Regions from separate parts of the Mus musculus genome. Here regions 1 and 2 are each linked to region 3. The links are chromatin contacts, called in public Hi-C maps. All regions are on one chromosome and are shown on one strand. The core of a region is the stretch at or near the end of the contact, and the rest is flanking DNA. Distances in the headings are between cores, read along the strand shown. Region 1 overlaps Macrod2 (mono-ADP ribosylhydrolase 2). Region 2 has its middle 15 kb from the start of Otor. Region 3 overlaps Macrod2 (mono-ADP ribosylhydrolase 2).

Region 1 (3,361 bases), core at 11-2,510, 520 kb before region 3:
TGTAGCTGGTAATCTAGGTCTGGGACTTTGTGAAATCGGGCTTCCTTTTGTAGGAAGAAGAGGAACGAGTTGGGTTGAAGTTTTTCCTGATCTTCATGGAGTCCCAAAGATTGATGGCCAGTAGGAGTTTTTAACTTCTCTAGTATCCATTTTCACTCTTACTTCTGTATCCAAACTGCTGATTTTAGCCAAATCATGTTTATAAGAACCACCCTGTATCAAGCCATTGGCTGCACTATTTGTAACCTTTGACAGCTGAATTAACATAGAAAGTAACCGTACATCCATCTTTCTTTGCATCATCTCAGCATGTCTTCCACTCCATCATCAGAGTGACTGTTAAAGGAAAAACTGACACATGTCTATTTTCAGGGTACCAGGGAATAGCCTATGCAAGGGAGGAATTTTTTTTTTTTAGTTGAATTTGCTTCTATATTCTAAAGCCTGAGTATATTGCAATCTTCTTAAAATGCTCCATATTACTTACTATTTAGCCAATGTTTCAGCCCCTTCCAATAAATTGTCTTGTATTATTAAGCCTCAAGAAGATGCTCATCCTGTGGTTTATGGTGCTGCTGGCCAACTGTCAAAGCCCCATTCTGAAAAGTCAGGCAGGAATTCTACCAACCTTGTAAATGCCAGTCCCTGCATATAATTACAGAAGCCTGGGAGAATGATCACCAGCAGCCAAAGGGCTCTAGCCTTCTGCAAATTCTGAATCCTTTAGCAAGCCAGAAGACCTGCCTACACTGCCCTAGGGAAAGGTTAGTATCCTAAATTATAGCATCTCAACTCTTTGTTCAGCTTTACAAATATCTTGTCTTCTCATCCATAGTGAAGAAAGAAATGCACAGCATCGCTGTTTCTCTGTTATATATGGATGGAAGTGAGGACTCATCAGCTTTTCCATCCTTTTTAAAACAATGAAAACATATCTCACTGCCAGCATCAAATTGTGATTCGCATCCAGGGATCCAAGTGATGTAAAAATAGGCATCTTGCAATGCTTTTCTTAGATTGCTCTGCATATTCTGAAGGCAGAACTAGGGGATATGTGGTATGTTTTTCAGGGGAGAGGGGATGAAGTGTAGGAGGTTTTGATAGGAAGTGTCCTAATGCGGCTCCTCGTCCAAAAGACCTCAGTCTGAACTCTGTACATTACCAGGAAAGGTAAGATGTAGGAACTGTGGTGTGAAGATGGCAGAGATGAAGGACATCAGGAAGAGATGGCAATGTCCGGGAGCTGAACAAGTGGGCTGCAAACTGATGGCAGGGTAGACATTCTGAATCAGACATAGACTGGCTACAGGATGCACTGACACATGCAGCCCATCTGCACCAAGGAATCTTCTTTGTTTCCCTGGTCTTTCCACTTGGCATTCTTCTTCCTATCTTTATACTTACCAACTGTTTCTGCATTCCAGCTACATCTTGCCAGAAACAGTGCCTGTCTGAGATGTAGTCATAGGGCCAGAGCACCTATGGGGCTGCTTTGCCCAGTTCTTCTTGTTCACTTACCACAGGGCCATCCCAGTCTCCATATAGCTTCCTTACTATTCATGAAACCCAGTGCTTCAGGGTGATACTGTGTTGGATAAACTGGCCCTGGCCTTTTCTATCTCAGTGTCATGTCTTGTCTGAAGAAGCACCATTTTTAGGATGTCACCTGAAATGTGGTAGTTACTTAAGATATTCAAAAACAAACTAGGTCTTTTCAAGTGAAGCTGTTTGTTTGTTTGCTTGCTTGCTTGCATTGCTGTGTGGTGAGGTTAAGAGTTAAGCCAAGTGGAGAAAGGACTAATTGTAGGACATGTCAGCTTTGTTCATGCTATCAAGAAAATCAAAGGTGAATAGAGGCTAGCTCAAGTTTACGTAAAACCTTTGTATTCACCCTTATGAGGTGACTGGACACTGTTTCTCCAGTCACTTACTTTATGGTTAACTTAATCCTATCTGTTCCTTAGCCCTCAGCTCTTTTCTTTATAATATCCTGCCATAGGCTATTGAGCTCACCATTTGCAGTGAAAGCTTACCAGGGTCCATTCTTGCTTCTTAGATGTTGCTTAGGGAGGTATGCTGCCAGTAGTAGAGATGAGCTATCCTCAGGATAAGACAAAACCATCAGCAAGATCTGTCAACCCTCCTAGGGCTCTACCTTGTTCCGGAATTCTTCAACATTTACCCACAGATGCTGCTATTCTCTCCATGAGCCTTGCTTCTATTGAGTACTGTGTAGTCTGGAGAGTCCTCATTGTCCCGTTTTTGTGCAAACCACCCTAAGCATGACTCTGAGAGGAACAACCTCCCCAAATAGTCCAAGCAGAGCCTGCTGTACTGCCAGCTCCGTGACTCTCCTTCATGGTCTATGTTGCATCTGACAATTTAGGTGTATTTGGGTGACTGTTTTACAGCTTTTAACGTCTGGATTTGCTTACTCTGGTCCCCAGTGTTTGATAAATGATAGTCAGTATATTCTTGTTAAATGAACGCATAAATTTTCCTGTAAAATAAGATCCACCTCTGTATTCTTTCTTGTAATTTAAATCACTTTTGAGCTTTTTCTGACAGCAAAATTACAAGGCCTGGTATTACTTTGTGAGAATGTGGATTTTGTTTCCAGTAATCAAGTGGGAAACATTTGGAGATGACAGCATGTGAGTTGCAGTTCTTATACATTATCCTGTCTTCCTGCTTCCTTCCCTTAGAGAACATACAACCAGATAAATAGGGTTTTTTTTTCTCCCTCCTTGCAACCACATTACTACAGTAATGTCCCTACAAATGACTATCTTTTAAAGGGATCATCTCTTAGACCCTTGAAAGGCTTCAAGCAGATCATCAGAGTGCCAGGTGGGTTTGTCCATCCAAATTTACCTGTTAAATATGCTCACAGTTTTCTCTTTCACACTCAAATGTGGCAACAGATGGCTCTACTGTGGTGTCTCAGTAAACTAGGATTATGGATTATCCCTGTCATTTCACTGTCTAGTGTGATGCCTGAGCAAGTACACATCTGAATAAGCTCTCAGTGTCACTGCAGTGGGTCTCAGATCCTCCACCGAGCCTCAGCTGTTTATTTGATTGGTGGATCCATGTTTACTACACAGCCTTGAGAGTTCTTTAGTTAAAAATAAAAATAAAAGACACTTAACTGGAATATGTGAACACACATGTGAAATATGTGTGAGATGGGGTAAGGTTTAGAGGAGAATATTTTTCATTAAAGTTATATATACACATATCAAAAGTAATAAAGCAGTATAAATGATTGCAGAACATATAAGAAAACATCTTTCCCCATTGTAAACTGTCGGTATGTCTCTAAGAAGCAGACACTCCTAAGTTTCTTGTGTATTGAAAA
Region 2 (3,346 bases), core at 745-3,244, 840 kb after region 3:
TCCTTTTGCCTTCCCTCACTCCAAAATGATATAAGGGACTTTAAAAATTAACTTCTAAATATTTCCCTGGATGGTATTATTATTGTGCTAAATATCAAGCCAGGGTCTCATGGATGGTAGCCGAGTGCCCTCCCTCTGAGCTACTTTCCCAGTTCTTCTCTGGGCTTTAAAACGTACTGTCGGCGACCCCCACGGATGGATGGACTGCACAGGGCTTTGGTTCCTGAGAAGAAGCACCACCAGCCCTTGTCGTGACAATTTTGGTTTCTTTAAAAAGCATTAAAAATGATACATTTTAGTTTTAATCCTAGGTGTGGGGTATAGGCCTACTTCAGATTGTCCACGGCAGCTGACTATGATTTGACTTGTGCTCTAGCAAGGGCGTGATTTTGCCAGTGGCAGATAGTGTCTACAACTGTGTGATGTTTAGAATCTGGGCACTTTTCAGAGGGCATATAAATGCTAGGGCCTGAGAGTCAGGGTAGGTTGCTGGTTGTTGGTTGGTTGGTGTTGGTTGCAATTTTTTAAGTAGTCATGCACAAAATAATAATAATAGTAATAATAATAATAATAATAATAATAATAATAATAATAATAATAATAAAAATTAGGTATACAGTGAAGGTCAAACTTGCCCCAAGAAACTTGATGCTCATAAATCAGCTGGAAGCAGCATAACGATAATGTTACCCCACTTTTTCCCTCTGTCCTTTTTTCTCTTCTATCTAGTGTTAGGGGGTTGAAAGGGCAAAAGAGGTGGAGAAGGGCAGAAGAATGAAGAATCCACAAGGTAGCCACAAGAATGGCCTTCCATGCTGTTTGGACAATAGACAGAAGAGGCATCAGTTGGACCTGCTGGGATGCAGCAGTAGATGTTTACCAATCCTGTAGAAAAATGCCACAGGAATTATGGGCCACTATGAAAGGATGGACTTACAAATCTCAGTGCCACATACAGCAGCTAGGGTGATGACCAGAATCAACATGCGTGAGCACTGATGATACACTGATGTATTGGGTTAGCTTGCTCAGAAGTAGACCCAAAGGTGGAGACTTATGCTTAGTGATTTATCAAAGAATAGCTCTCAGGGGAAGTGGATAGTATGGAGCAGAAGGACAGGAAAAGGAAGGAACTCAGCCAGAATGCCACCTCAGGTAAAGTCTTGGTGGCTGGCTCTGGCCTGACCCCAGAGAGGACTTGAGCTATGCTCCTGTATGCTAAATCACCACAGAGCCACTCATCTCCAAGGCAAGGAAGCTAGGCTGTCTCTGTATACTCTTTGGCATATTCTTTGGTATGGTCTGAACAAATTTCCTGATTTCATGTATTGGAAACTTAATGCACACGATCTTATGGTAAGGATAGTTACGATGTTTGCATTTGAGAGATCATGGAGCTGTGAGGGCTTAGCTCATTAATGGATTGGCTCAGGAGTGGCTTTGTTGAGGAAGCAGACTCTGCAGCAAGTGCTTATTCTGTTTTGCCTCATCCCCTTTTACCAAGTCACTACAGGGCAAGAAAAGTCTTCACCAGACAACATGAACGTTCTACCTTTGAAACAGTGAGCTAAGTAACTGTTCTTCATAAAGAACCCAACCTCTAGTATTGTGTTACGGTGATAGACAAGTCATTGGCTAAGGATTTTAGTAGGTAAGCATCATTACCACGAAGTTCTGCAGTTTGGCAAAGATGGTTCCAGTAGGTTGTGATTGCTAGAGATTGGAAACAAACAGTAGAACCCCAGAAGCTCATAAATAGAGGCGTCTGCCCACCACACTGACCTCATCTGCTGCAGCTGCCTTCGCAAGGGGCCAACTTTCACTTTGTTTGTCCTCACCCTCACAGGATCTCAGAATATTCAGGAAGTCCTGTTGCACCCCCTGGAGCTTCTGCAGCTAATCTAGCCTAGGATTCTCTCAGTGATGTACTTCTGTACACCGTGAAACTTTACGATAGGGCTAGGGTGACCTCCAGTGGTTGGTCTGGATCCAGCACACAGGGCTACATTTCCAAAGGAAACCAGGTACGGTTGTCATGGAAGCATCCAGACTAGTTACTCATGGAGCCTCCATTTCGTCTCTTCCCATCAAGGCATGATATTTAAATCTGCCTGACACCTGGCACAGATAAGAGGTATTAATATGCCTTTGCTGCAGACCTTAAAAATAAATTTGACAGATTTGAAAATCCGCATGTTAGGGGAAAGCGGATGGTTCTCTTTCAAACCCATCTTGCCTGTTTCCTTTTGATATGGAGCCCTGCAGAGTTTATAATTTGTTTGAGTTGGTTTAATTCATTTCTAGAAAGCAGCAATAACACCTTGCGCTCAGAGTGGTAGCTTGTCTGGAGAACAATTAACACGGCTCCTGGTGTCTTGGATGGCTCTGCGGGGTGGCTCCAAAAGACAACATTTGTCATTTGAGCCATAAAGCAGGGGTGGGAGGCTGAGATCTGAAGCCAGATGACCAGCTTTGTGACGGTCTGTAAGCGTGCTCATGACATTCTGCTGGAATATGGCTAGTGAAAACCATCCCTTTATTTTCTACTTCAGGGAACAACATAGTTCTTAACCAAAAGTTATTCTGACTCATTACGGCCAGTAGCATTTGGAAACTTTCAGGCGTGGCTGGAGGAGACTACTAACATTCAGGAGCAAGAGCCAGGGATGCTGCTAAACCTCTATGGTTGATGGTGCTAAAGACAGCACCCCATCAGTGGGTACTCTGAACCCCTGTGTGAGCAGCACCGAGTTGAAAGTAACCTACACTAAAAGGTGACATGAATAATCAGTTGGTGAATTTGGAAAGAATGACAAATACCAGGCAGGCCTAACCAATTATCCAGGTAGGTATGTTTTGTAAGTCCTTTTTTTTTTGTAACGAGTCATTAGGTAGAGCCAAAACATGAAAAATAGGATTCTGCAGATTCACTGTCGCACGCTTATCATATACACAGCTTGCAACCCAGACAGAACTGCCACCTGCCATCAGCAACATATGGAAGAGCACCCACGAACCCTTTTCTCTATTGTTCCCAACACCTCACCCCTTGCTGCTTTTCTCCTGGTTTGACATCTCTCCCAGAGCCATCTCTAACACATCAGCTCCACGGGGGCTCCGGGCTGGTGAAGTACTGACACATGATGGGGTCAAAAGGGTTCCTTGCATTTCTTCTGGAATCTATTTCCCATCTCCTCCAAGAGATAGCCTAATTGCCTTTCAAACAGCTATCATGCCCTCTTTGCTTTACGACTTCTTCCTGAAGATGATTACAATGTCTTCTTACTTTTCAAATAAAAATAGCACTTCCTTGCCCCTCTGTAATGTGTGCATTGTCGACTTCAAT
Region 3 (3,388 bases), core at 668-3,167:
ATATCACACACACACACACACCTGTGCATACAAGTAGGACTATATACAAGTACCTACAATATACACAAAAGTGTCAACACTTAGTAAGAAATAACAGAAAAACATACCATATATATTACTCAACTATTATCAGTTACTTTCATCAATAATAATGCCAAAAGTTCTCCTGACTTCTAGTTACTTACAAGAAGGTTTTTGGTTTTGGTTTTGGTTTTTCTCATGCTCATGGGAACCTGAGTCTGCAGGTTGTAGGTTGGTCACCTGATCAACTAGATTGGCTAGGATCGGCTAGGTGGTTCCATTTTGAGATGTGAATTCCTTAATCTTGTCCTCACTCTACTCTGGGTCGAAGGCTGTTCTACCTACTTCTTGTCCTCCGTCAACCAGCACCTGACAAAGCGTCTTCTTCCCCATGGCAGACGGTGGAAGCACAAGACACATGTCCAGCTCTGCAGCACATTGAAGTACTGCTGGTCTTATCCACTTGTCTTTAATTGTCCAGGTCAAGCAGCTAAGTCCAACGTCAGGGACGTGAGCTTCCTACTCTCCGACGGAGGACACTGACAAACAGTTATACCGTAGACCAAGAATTTAATCTGTGAACTGCTGTATCTGAACTGATTTGCTTGTGTCTAAAATTCCGGAGACCAGAGTAAGAAAAGGTAACAGCGTGCCAGCGATCAGTACACGTCAGCCCGCTGGCCCAGCAGTAGCCAGGGACTTACCCTGATTGATTTCCCTTCCCTATTTCCGTTTCTATGCATAGCTGTGGAAAGAAGTAAAAATATCAAGATAACACCTTCAGGCCATAATGCTGGGATTCCGCCTTGCCATCTCTCTCAATAGAGAATTAAACACGCACAGAATTCCTGTCACAGCCCAGCGGTGACAGATCCCTTCTTTGAGAATGAATTTATTCTGCAGGCAAAAACTCTCATATTATTCATGTAAACTTCATGGAATGTGTTCTTGCAAATAGCACATGCTTAATAAATATGGTTTAAAAGATAGATGGTCAGAAATAATACTAAAAACACCGGGAAGGAGACAACAGAAAAATTCTTGCTGGTTATTCTGCTTTTTAGGGTGGGAAAATAAAACGCCACATCACACACTACACAAAAGCCATGGAAGTGTATTATCACAAGTGGATAGATGTTCCTACATGTGCAGTAGCTGGGAAACTCTAGCTTCTGTGGGACATTTATTTTTCAGCTAACAAAATAGCCCAGTGCTTCCCTGTAGGTAGGTATTGCTTCACATTTATTGTAACCCTTTTAAAGTCCCTTCTAGAAACCACAAGTTTATATGCCCTACCCCACTTAACTTTTTATTCTTTATATGTTTCCTGTGAAGATAGACAGATTGAGCTGCTCCTTACCAAACACTTATTGGTAACCGGGTAATGAGAGTCCGTGTGGTGTCTTCCTCTCCCTCCACCTCCACCCCACGCATACACCGGCAGAGGCCCACTTTTTCAGTAAGAACTCACTCGGTGGAAGCATTTAAAATGGATGGAAAGATAGAACGCAGCCAGAATGTCCTTCTAAAAGACAGTGAAATGCATGCTAATCTAATTGCCCAAGAGTGCACGGTGGGCTTTGAGAGCAAGTCTTCTGCATTGGCGCCCCCTGCTGGATTTGAGCGTGAATTGTCTCTGAAATTGAAAACGTACCTTTACAGCTGAGGGCATGCTACTCAAGTGGCAAACCCAGCCTACTTCTAGAATACCTTTCTTCCAAGATAAACATGCGAAGTGATTCCTAAGCTGGCTTCCCAAGAGCAGAAATACTCACGTAGAAAATTACAGCTGAAACTCAAAATAGGGAAGAAAAACGTGCCCCTGGGATGTTTGTTAGGGAGATCTATGACCTGCATGGGAAGGCAGAGGAAATCCTGGGTGAGCTGCTGAGTAAACCCCTGTATAAGAGCACTGCATCTGGGCATCTGAATGTGAATTTCTTTTTAACTGCCAGAAACAGTTCCTTACATTCCTAAGACTTGTTTCCTTCTCTGACTGTATTCTCCAGTTAAGGATCCTCTCTGTCTCTGTCGTAGTCACACTAGAAGGGACATAGGAACCAGACTAATTTTAAAGGCAGCCTGTCACCTACAGACTTCAGACCTTTTGTGAAATCTACATTATGAAGTCTGTCTGTTCGAGGAAAGCTGGCAGATCTTCTCCTGCTTGTTCAGTCCATTTGGTAGGGAGGAAGGGAAGAAATAATTGGCTAAATTTTTGGCACGTGTTCTCGAACCAGCTTGGCCTTATTAAGGGAACAAGAACAACCGTGATGGCTATTTCCTCCCAAGAACAAAAATCAGTGCTGTCATCCTCATGAAGATTCTCAACAGCAGGTGCTGTGTGGTGCTGTTAAATATGTCACTTACTGCAGTGGATTTAAAGACACACCGAGAAGTCCCTAGCTTCTCATATTCAAAATTGCTCTGTTCTCCGCAAGCTGAACAAACGGAGTAGATCCTGTACATACTCAGGTATTAATTGACTGCAGTCTTGTTCACAGTGGATGCTGTCCGGTGGATTGCTTTCAGAGTATCTTGGTAATGGGTCTCTCCAAGTTCTAGGGTTGTTGTTTTATCTCTGCTAGTCAAGCCCCCCTCCCCGCCCTCGGGGAGGATTCTCATACGTCTGCTTTTGCATGAAGAACAGGTAGCAAAACAGCCCATGCCTACCTTCCCAGCACTCAGGAGATACAATCGTGAAAACTGCAAGGTCAAGGCCAGACTGGACACAGAGTGAAACCCTGTCTCAAAGCTCAAATCAAACCAAACCAGAAAAGAATGAGCAGCACCAAGGGGTGGCACTGAAAACACAGTAAGATCATAAGTGTTGGTAACTTAGGCCTACTTGTGGGCCAGGGATGGAGAGGGCACGGCAGTCTTTCTGCTCTGGGACATTGGCTAAGGTGGCAACTCTGCATCCTACAAGCAGCTGGGATGGACTAGAAGATGCAACACTGTCTCCCTAATGGGTCTTGCTTCCTCACAGCTTGGTCCCATGGCCCTCTCTGTCCAGGGTAGTCTAGTCTGAACTGCATTGCAGTTATGGCTCCCTTTCCCAAAGGAGAAAGCAAGAACTGTCACTCTGAGGCAGCTCAGAAGGCTCAAGACATCATTTCTACCTTAACCCCTTGGTCAAACAAGTAACAAGACATATTGTGTCCACACAGAAGGGAGTTAGCTGCTGCTCCTGGACAAAAGGCCTTATGATCATTTGTACTTCATATTGCTAGCTTCTTATTTTCAGTCCTCTGTATATAACTACATTTTATATTCCATTCCTGTATCTTCAGATAAGGTAATGATCTACATTGCTCTTTTCACAAAAGTGTTTTTGGAGATCTCCCCAAAATTAATTATAAAATCA

Evidence for each region. A called contact is a pair of places that touch in the nucleus more often than the background predicts.
Region 1: a contact with region 3 is called in a Hi-C map of cortical neurons, with 4 times the contacts expected there. The contact joins two enhancer-like sites. A contact is called at or near these places in 4 of 484 Hi-C or Micro-C datasets (cerebral cortex, cortical neurons and tail fibroblasts) and 2 of 115 datasets of contacts at active chromatin or transcription factors (astrocytes and neural progenitor cells).
Region 2: a contact with region 3 is called in a Hi-C map of forebrain, with 7 times the contacts expected there. The contact joins two enhancer-like sites. A contact is called at or near these places in 1 of 39 promoter capture datasets (hippocampal neurons) and 11 of 484 Hi-C or Micro-C datasets (the N1E-115 cell line, cerebellum, cerebral cortex and 7 more).

Annotation. Positions count from the first base shown.
Region 1 is chr2:141,735,926-141,739,286 of GRCm38.p6, forward strand. All of the region lies in intron 7 of Macrod2 (mono-ADP ribosylhydrolase 2), which reads left to right. Among named protein-coding and RNA genes, the nearest start is that of Gm25583, 97 kb to the left of the region's middle. Within about 2 kb of position 1,261, at least 9 of the 459 cell types and tissues checked have an H3K27ac peak or open chromatin away from gene starts, as enhancers often do. A contact at or near this core is called in cortical neurons, where this site is marked.
Region 2 is chr2:143,091,972-143,095,317 of GRCm38.p6, forward strand. No RefSeq gene overlaps it. Among named protein-coding and RNA genes, the nearest start is that of Otor, 15 kb to the left of the region's middle. Within about 2 kb of position 1,995, at least 14 of the 459 cell types and tissues checked have an H3K27ac peak or open chromatin away from gene starts, as enhancers often do. A contact at or near this core is called in cortical neurons, forebrain and hippocampal neurons, where this site is marked.
Region 3 is chr2:142,252,499-142,255,886 of GRCm38.p6, forward strand. All of the region lies in intron 11 of Macrod2 (mono-ADP ribosylhydrolase 2), which reads left to right. Among named protein-coding and RNA genes, the nearest start is that of Gm25583, 610 kb to the left of the region's middle. Within about 2 kb of position 1,918, at least 20 of the 459 cell types and tissues checked have an H3K27ac peak or open chromatin away from gene starts, as enhancers often do. A contact at or near this core is called in cortical neurons, forebrain and hippocampal neurons, where this site is marked.